Regions from separate parts of the Sus scrofa genome. Here regions 1 and 2 are each linked to region 3. A link is a contact called in public Hi-C and HiChIP or PLAC-seq data. All regions are on one chromosome and are shown on one strand. The core of a region is the stretch at or near the end of the contact, and the rest is flanking DNA. Distances in the headings are between cores, read along the strand shown.

Region 1 (2,717 bases), core at 47-2,546, 71 kb after region 3:
TCTATTAACATGTTCATCTTCCGTTTGGCCAGGGGCTAGGACTCCTGGGTTCCCCCCTCCCTCCCATCTATTTCTTTCTTTTTCTTGCTAGGTCTTTCTCCCTCTCCTCAAGTCTCATTGAGGGTTGGGGCAAGTGAATATGGAATACAACCAACATAGAGGTCTGAGCTGCCCAACGGGTGCCCTTAGCCCCAGTGCAATGAAGTTGAGTTCTCTGAGCTCGGTCAGTACCGAGAAGGCACAGCTTTCACCCGCCCCTTGAGAGACCGAAGGGTCCCAGGTGGAATGGGTGCCAGGGCTGCCGGGAGAGATACAGGGCTCTGGTATCTCTTTCCTAGGATTAGGAGAGGAGCTCTCGGTTCTTCGCAGCCCGGGGGGCGCGTTGCAAAGCCCAAGGTGGTAGAGGTGGAGAGTTGGTGCCACTGGGAGGCGGAGAGCACCGCAGCCTGGCTGGGACTGCCTGGGTCCCGAAGCCTCCGATTCTATTTTTCAGCCTCTCTACCACGGCCTTTCGGCATCGAGTTTCTGCCCCTTCCCCTACAGGCGGACCCCGGCTTTCCCAGTATCCCCCCAAGCCGGGATCTTTTTCGCACATCCCGGCTCGGAGGTGCTATCTCGCAACGCTTTCCTTTTGCCCCCTCACCTCCGGGGACCAAAAGTGCACAGAACTCCGCAGCCCATCTCTACAGCTCGAAAAACTTGTGGAACAGCCCCCCGGCCCCCAATCCGTCAAGTTTTCTCAGAAAAGGCTTTCCGGCCGGAGTAACCCGGAACGCCCCGCTTCGAGCGGCAGGCGCTCACTTTCCCGGAGCGGGAGCGGGAGCCAGCACCCCACCGCTCTTGCCCCGCGGTCCACTTACTCTCCTGGGCCATGCTAATGACAGTCTCGGTGGTGGCGTGGTACTCGTCCTCCTCCAGGAAGTCCTCGGGCTGCAGCGCGTCGCCCTGGAAGTCGTGCAGGTCCAGGATCTGCTGCAGCGGAGGCGCCTTGGGAAGCAGCTGCTTCACCACCTCGCGGCTGATGTTGGGCGCCTCCTTGAGCCGCAGTTTGCTCAAGATCTGCGACTTGATGCTCTCCAGGCGCAGCTCACGGCTATGCTGCCGCCACAAGCACACGGGGCAGCCGTCGGGCTCGGGCGCCACGGACGCGGCCGGCCGGCTCGAGCGCTCCCCCCCGGCCCCCGCCGCCGCCGCCGCCGCCGCCGCCGCCGCGGGGCCCTCGGCCGCCTCCCCCCGGGGCCGCAGCTCCAGGGCGAGGAGCAGGAAGCCCAGCAGCAGCGGGGCCGCGAGCACCATGCTGGAGGGGAGGGGAGGGAGGACTGGGGGGCGGGGACGCCGGAGTCCCGAGGGGAGGGGGCGGAGGGAGGAGGGAGGGAGGAGGAGGGGGTCCGGGCGGCGCGGGATTGGGGGCTGCCCGGCCGAGGGGGGCCGGGGGGCCGGGGGCGGCGGGCGCGCGGGCGGGGCGGGCGGGCGGCCGGGGCGGGCGGCTGGGGGGGCCCGAGCCCGGGCCAGGCCCTTTATAGCCCCGGCCCCCGTGTCGTCAGCGGCCGCGATTGGCTGCGGAGCCAACAAAAGAGGCAGCGCTGTCATCCGAGGCGAGAGAGGGAGCCGGAGAGAGCCGAGGAAAAGAGAGAGAGGGAGGGAGCAAGGGCCCAGAGAGATGGAGAGACAGAGATATAGGGGTGGGGAAGAGGAAGGGAGAGATGGAGAAAGTCAGAATCGGAGACAGAGATAAAGGGGGAAGACACAGAGGAGAGGCGCAGAAATAGAAAGAGGGGGAGGAAGAGGAGAGAGAGAGAAACAAAGGGGAGGATAAGAGTTGGGGGGGAGACACAGACAGAAGAGACTTAAGCAGAGAGACAGAGATAGAGGAGGAAAGTGATGGCATCACTAGTGAAGGAGAGAGGGGAGTCGGAGAGCAGAGGGAGGAGAGAGTGATAGCTAGACAGCTGGAGAGCTAGAGGTCTGCAGATCCAGACCACAGGAGGTCAGGGGTACATGGAGTTGGGAAGAGGGGCTGAAGAACTGAGCCCAGAACCCGGGGGATGAGAGAGGAGAGAAATGTTCCAACAGAGCCTGGGAGGTACCAAGGGAGCCCCAGGGGCAGACCCAGGATCAGGTTCAGGCCGACATAGGCAGATGGAGACTCCTGAAGGAAGGAGAGGCAGCTCAGTGATGAGAGTCAGCCTTGGTGGGAACAGTGAGAACCCAAGAGGGGGAGGAGGTGGAGAATTTGAGCCCAAAGGAGCCCCAGCTACCAGAAGCAGCCCAAGGAAGATGAAGGGGTCTGGAAGATGGAGGGGCAGCATCAGGCTCAGCAGGGGCATCGGGAAGCATGAGATGGATGGATTGGACACGTGGGCTAGCAAGAGAGACAAGGAGAAGAGGCCAGGGGTCAGTCTGAGAAGGTGGAGAGGTGGTGGGGAGCCCAAGAGCAAGACTCAGCACTGGGAAGAGTGTGAACTTGAAATTGAGGCTTGAAAGGGAATAAGGGAGTCAGAAGGCTGGAAAAGGCACGAATCTGGGAGCACTGGGGAAACAGCCGGAGGAAGTAGGGCTGCTGGAGACCATTGTGCTTGCAGAGGAATCTGGACCTCTGGATTCATAGCTGTACTTTGGATTCGCAGGGTCTTAGAAGACTGAGAAGGGGCTTGTAGTTGTAGGGGTGAGGATGAGACAGAGGGCTGCCTTCAGACGCTTTAGTTGGAAATAGCAAA
Region 2 (2,700 bases), core at 165-2,664, 79 kb before region 3:
CCCGCATCCTCATGGGTCCTAATCAGGTTTGTTAACCACTGAGCCATGAAGGGAACTCTTACAATCCCTTTTCCTTTTGTCAAAAGGCTTGTTTCTATTAAGGGTAGAGAAAAAAATACAATGGGGAAAACTATAGCCACTCAGTGGGGAGGGAGAAACTCGTATTTACATCCTTTGAGAGCAGAACAAAGATGAGCCAGAGTATTCAGAGATGGGGATAAGCAGTAAAAGCAGCCCTCTAAAGTCATTTCTTGGGCTGCCATAGCCCTCCCCTCCAAACATGCACTCTCTCCTACTCTCTTCCACCTTACGCAGATAGGCAGGGGCACAAAAACACTGAGATAGAGTCCCTAACCTCTACTTACCCTGGCTCAGGACCGTCCTTGAGGAGGTTGAACACTTGTCGAGGGTTTAGTAGATACTGGAATTTCCAAAGCACCCTACGTGGGGACAAAGGAGAGCTCATGGCAGGGAATGGATATTCTGTACCCCACTCTCTTGATGTCCTCCTCAGGGCATGTCCCCTCCATTACACATAGATTCCCAAACTCTGAAGACCCTGGACATGGCTTCGTACCTCTCCCCTTGCTTCCCGCCACTCTTGGGGTTGACAAAGACCAGAAGTGGGTGCGTGTTAGAAACGGGGTCAATCTGCATTGAGGGAAGAAAATAAGGAAAGCAAGATTTTGCCAGAGTGAGAGGGGCCCTGAAGACAGGGGCAGAGGGCTGGCATTCCCCCCACGAGGTTCTCCCTTCCTCTACCAGGGAGGGGCTTCTGGAGAGCAGGCCCCATTCCCCAAGTTTCCCACTTTATTCCCCCCCATGAGGTCCCCACCACAAAGCCCGAGCCTCTTAGCCCTGTACCCGCAGAGCCTCAGAGGTGCTCAAATTTAAATCATCTGTGGTCTTCTGGCTTGTTTTGCTAACTTTACGTTCCTGTCCAGAGGCCTGAGAAGGGAGGAGAGCAGAGAGAAGGGAAACTGCATTGTGTGACTCTATAAACAGTTCAGAGTCTGACTTGAATCCTAAAAATATAGGCTTTCGGCTCTAAATGACATTGTGGGTCCATGTGTAAATTGAGGAAACACTCCTGTCCCCAGCTGCTGCCCAAGGGTCTCACCAGGACACTGGGATAGATGGAAGATGGAGGCAGGATGTGATCACGGAGCAGCCCGCAGTCACACTCATGGCCCATGGCTGGTAGGCAGTCATCATGGATCTGAAAGACAAGGCAGGCACGGAGGGATCATGGAGGGAACCCCATCACCTCTTAACTTGGGGTCTGGTACTCAAAGAGTGGCGTCAGGAGCAGGGCAACTGTGGTGCAAGGGAGATGTGCTGGAGGAGGCCGGGAAAGCAGGCAGTTTAGGGAGGTCCCCAAAGCAAGGCTGGAGGGATAGCTCCAGAGCTGACCTCTAGGTGGCACCACACACAATGCAGCCCAACCAGACTGTGGTAGATCCGGATCTTTTTCTGACAGCGGTCGCAGCGCCCAGATTCACAGCCTCCTCGGACCCACACATGTGTTTGGACCTTAGGGAGAATGGCAGTCCCTTGTCTGAGAGGGTCTGAACAGAGACTTAGGGAAAGGCTGAGGGCAGCAGTGGGCTAAGGGCCAGGGCCAGGATGTGGGTGGTGATGGAATGGGCATGGGGTCACTCACACCAATGTCCTTCCGAGACTTGGCATAGGTGCTGACTTCACAGGGCAGGGCCTTCATGGCACACTGGTCATGAACAGTGTATTTACATACTGGGCAAGAGGGAAGAAGGTCAGAGTCTTAGGTGCAGCCCCTCCTCCTATTTCCTCCTTAACTGCGGCTAAGCAGAATCACTTACTGAAACAAGACCTCCAACCCCTGGCTGTGAGGGTGTGGTAAAGAGTTAAAATTTAGGGTGGGAGCTCACCTCGGAGACTTGTGCCTTTTGCTCACTCTTCCCCCTAAAAGAGCAATCTCTACCAAACACCCAACCCTACTCCATTCATATGACAGGAACTGAGCTGGACGATGTAAAGAAGGTTCAGATATAACAAGAACGATGACGACAAAAATAATAATAGCTAACTTTTATTGCAGACTTAAGAGTATATACATGCACTGCATGAAGCACCTTTCTTGCATCAACTTATTTAATGCTCACAGTTACTTCATTTTCAGCTGAACAAACTATGACTTAAAGAAGGTATGTGGCTTTCCTCAAGGTCACATAACTAGTCAGTGGCAGAGACCAGGATCCAAACCCAGGTGTCTCTAAGTTCTGAGTGCCGTGTTCCCCCAGATAGCCCGGCTGCCCTTCTGCTCCCACGCTCCCAGGCCCCATCACTCACGGTTACAGCTCAGCCCCTGTTTGCCAAGACCAATGCTCGACTCGCACAGGTTGCAGTAGACTGGTCGGGGGAACCTCTTGGGTCTCCACATGTGCTGCCCATTGTCCTTCAAGGTCTGGGAGGGCACAGCAGATGCTGGGGAGTGTCTAAGCCCTTAGAGGGCCAACCTCTGGCAAGCACAACCCAAGGCTACTGTTTTACCCATCCTCACCATCTCTCCTACTCACCATCTCCAGACCCAGCAACACGAGCAATGGCACAGTGGTGGCCCCAGCCCGGAGCCACTCAGCTAGGGAGACAGAGCCACTTCCATCATAGTCAATCTCTTTCATCATCTCCTGTAGAATCTGAGCAGAGAATGGGGGGGTGGGT
Region 3 (2,700 bases), core at 9-2,508:
CTTAAACCATCTCCCATATCTCCCCCTGGACTCACAGTACAATAGGAGAGATGCTGAGGAATTTGCGGGAAGAGGTAAATTGGAGCCCGTAGTCCATCTGTTCCCAGTGTGTAAGTAGCCGAGCCTTTCCTTGGTCGGGAGTCTCAAAGGGTGTCCCTTTCACCGTATGTAGGAAAACATACATAGCCTGGTAGGAGGAAGGGGTAAGTGTGAGGAGGGCAGAAAGTAGTCTTCAGCCCAAGAAGTATGTATGCTAAGTTCCCCAAAGGAAGACAGAAATCCCAAATAACTGGTGATTTTGTTTTTGAGTGGGAAAGGCGTAGAGTGGGTAAAAGGGCATGGTTTAGTGCTTACCAAATTATGGATGACGTTGGTCAGGGTCCAGACAACAGGAATGCTGAAGAAGGGGATGCTGAGTAGAACCACATGCAGCAGTCCTACCAAGATGATGTAGGCCAGCCAGATGCCCCGACTATTCATCACTCGAGTGTTGGGGTTTACTTCGCTGTGTGCCACCCCCACATTCATCCTACCACAGTGGGGGATCAGGTAGGAGTCCAACTTAATCTCCTCTCAACCCCTCTGCGTCTGTTCCTCCAAGTTGTCTCCTAAAGAGCCAAAATCCCCTGGATTGTACTGGGGATGAAAGGACTTCCCCATCATGCACAAAGAAAAACTGAAGACTCGGGAGGAAAAATTTACAAGGCAAGAAGAGTCCTTTTTACATCTTGGAGACATAGTATGGTAAACTTTCTTCTGAGCCCTTTAAATGTAACTTGGAGTAAGCCCAGGCTTGGGGACGGGTATTACTTTCCTTAAGAAGTTAATAAGGAACAATGAAGACATTACAGTACACCCAAAATTGTAAAAGAGTATCATGGAAAACAACCAAGGAACCACCATTAAGGAGGGATGGGAGGGTAAAGCTACTTTTTCTAATCTAATCTCTATCTTTTCCTCTGGGGCTCGCCCCGTCCTGTCACTCATGTCTTTGGCATGTAAGCAGGCGGCATCCCAATTCCTTCTTTCAAGTGTGGGGTGCTGCAAGAATGTGCCCAGGGCTTTGGCGCTGAATTTGGAAGAGACCTGAGCTGAGTGTTTCGAGAGATGGTCCCAACTCCAGGGGGAGCCCTGATGGTCTGAACTTGGCCCTTTAAAATCGTGCTAGCCGTAAAGTTGATGACGCCTGGTTAGCAAGCAGCTCTCTCCGCCCTCTACCTATAATTCCCTAAACTCTGGTATTGAACCCGCCCCTTGCTCCTCCCAGCTTTCTTCTTCGGCTCTCAGCGTAGTCTTCAGCACTCCACTCTCGGTCTGTAGTTCGCCGCCGCCACCCACCCCTCACCCCCCACCCCCGGCCTCCTTCTTCCTCCGCCTCCCACCATTTTTCCTTAGGACCCATTTCTAATTTCTCAGAACCCTTACCTGCCAGATTCAGAAGCCCGTCCGGCTCGGGGCGCTCTGCTTCTTCCTCCTACACCTGCGGTCTCCAGGAAGCAGCCGCCCCGGCCATCTGCGCTCTCCCTATTGGTGGAGCAGAGTCAGCGCCGCTACCACCCATTGGCTGCCGGTCTGCCATACGGACTCACAATTGATCGCCATTTCCGTCTTTCGTAAAGTGCCGAACCCGCCCTACTCCCCGTTCCGCCTTTTGAGAGAGGTGGAGAAAGCCGCTTGGAGGGGTGAGGGCGACGCCAGCTCTTGACTAATGGGAAGAATTGATGGTAGGAGGCGGGAGTAAGAGCCACAGCGATTGGTTGGCCTTGGCTGTCGGCGCCGAGGCGGGAGCGCCCGGAGGCGGAGGCAGCGGGTGGGGGCCTGGCGGAGTGGAGGGGTAACAAGATGGCGACCGAGACGGTGGAGCTCCATAAGCTGAAGGTACCGGGAAGGGGGAAGGGCCGGGTCGGACTTTTCCGGAGGCCGAATTCTGCCGGCTGGCTTGCGCCTTTTCCTGAATATTCTCCTTTCAGGCTCTTTCACTTCTTTTCCTGGCTCCCTCCGTAGTTCTTTTGTGCCTTCCTCCTTTCCCACTACGCCTTCCCTGATTTCCCATTTCACCTCACGATTTTCCTGTATCTTTACTTGTTACTTCAGCTCCCTCCTCCAGCGTTGTGTCGTCCGACACTTCTCCCACCGGGTCGTGTAAGTGCCTTCAACCTCTTCTCTTGTTTCTCTTCAGACGGGATTACGTCAGTGGTCCCCTCTTGGCCCCGAGCCGGGCTCTAGACCCCTTTTTCTTCCCTGGGTTGGCGCTTTTCTGTTGTCCAAAGCTTAGATTCCCGGTAGCAGATGATGGCACTTGGTCTGTTTCTAGCTAGGTCTCAAACTTGACCCAGAAAATGCTTCCACCCCCTTGTTTTAGGTGGTCGGACGCCCCCGGGCGAACTTTGAAACCTGAGGAGAGGCCTCCGAAGATAGGCCAACCCCTTAGAGCCCTGGACTTTAGGAGACCTAAAGAGGTAGTGAAGGCAGATACTCCAGATTGACAAGTTTTGAGTTCTCTCAGTTCTCCGTCTGCCAGCCTCCCTCCCACCCCCACATCCCACCTGGAAGATGGCTTACTCAGAGCTGTAATATTTTGGGAAAATATTTCCAAGGCTAGGGTTACCTCTGTCCCAATTCATATCGCAGGTGGACCCTGCATCTCTTGGTGTCACCACTGGGTGACACTCAATCACAGAAGCCGTTTTAAGTTGGGTC

The links. Hi-C and Micro-C count contacts between places; a contact is called where the count stands out from the background. HiChIP or PLAC-seq counts read pairs in DNA pulled down with a chosen protein or histone mark.
Region 1: a contact with region 3 is called in a Hi-C map of skeletal muscle, with 3 times the contacts expected there. The contact joins the promoter of GDF11 here to the promoter of SARNP in region 3. A contact is called at or near these places in 1 of 5 promoter capture datasets (liver), 11 of 47 Hi-C or Micro-C datasets (blood, embryonic fibroblasts, fetal liver and 6 more) and 2 of 2 datasets of contacts at active chromatin or transcription factors (alveolar macrophages and skeletal muscle).
Region 2: a contact with region 3 is called in an H3K27ac HiChIP or PLAC-seq map of alveolar macrophages. The contact joins the enhancer-like site here to the promoter of SARNP in region 3. A contact is called at or near these places in 10 of 47 Hi-C or Micro-C datasets (adipose tissue, alveolar macrophages, brain and 7 more) and 2 of 2 datasets of contacts at active chromatin or transcription factors (alveolar macrophages and skeletal muscle).

The regions. Positions count from the first base shown.
Region 1 is chr5:21,189,967-21,192,683 of Sscrofa11.1, reverse strand. It overlaps GDF11 (growth differentiation factor 11), which reads right to left and starts at 1,296. Exons shown (of 3, transcript NM_001244310.1): 1 at 861-1,296. The coding sequence starts at 1,296.
Region 2 is chr5:21,339,900-21,342,599 of Sscrofa11.1, reverse strand. DGKA (diacylglycerol kinase alpha) reads right to left here. Exons shown (of 24, transcript NM_214032.2): 8 at 2,556-2,675; 9 at 2,329-2,443; 10 at 1,664-1,752; 11 at 1,414-1,533; 12 at 1,121-1,219; 13 at 865-948; 14 at 578-651; 15 at 366-440. Among named protein-coding and RNA genes, the nearest start is that of DGKA, 9.6 kb to the right of the region's middle. Within about 2 kb of position 1,414, at least 14 of the 83 cell types and tissues checked have an H3K27ac peak or open chromatin away from gene starts, as enhancers often do. A contact at or near this core is called in adipose tissue and alveolar macrophages, where this site is marked.
Region 3 is chr5:21,260,995-21,263,694 of Sscrofa11.1, reverse strand. It overlaps SARNP (SAP domain-containing ribonucleoprotein), which reads left to right and starts at 1,258. Exons shown (of 11, transcript XM_003126256.4): 1 at 1,258-1,878. The coding sequence starts at 1,843. It overlaps ORMDL2 (ORM1-like protein 2), which reads right to left and starts at 1,561. Exons shown (of 4, transcript XM_003126257.5): 1 at 1,426-1,561; 2 at 355-608; 3 at 36-187. The coding sequence starts at 528. LOC106510299 (a long non-coding RNA gene) reads left to right here and starts at 1,885. Exons shown (of 3, transcript XR_001308700.2): 1 at 1,885-2,459.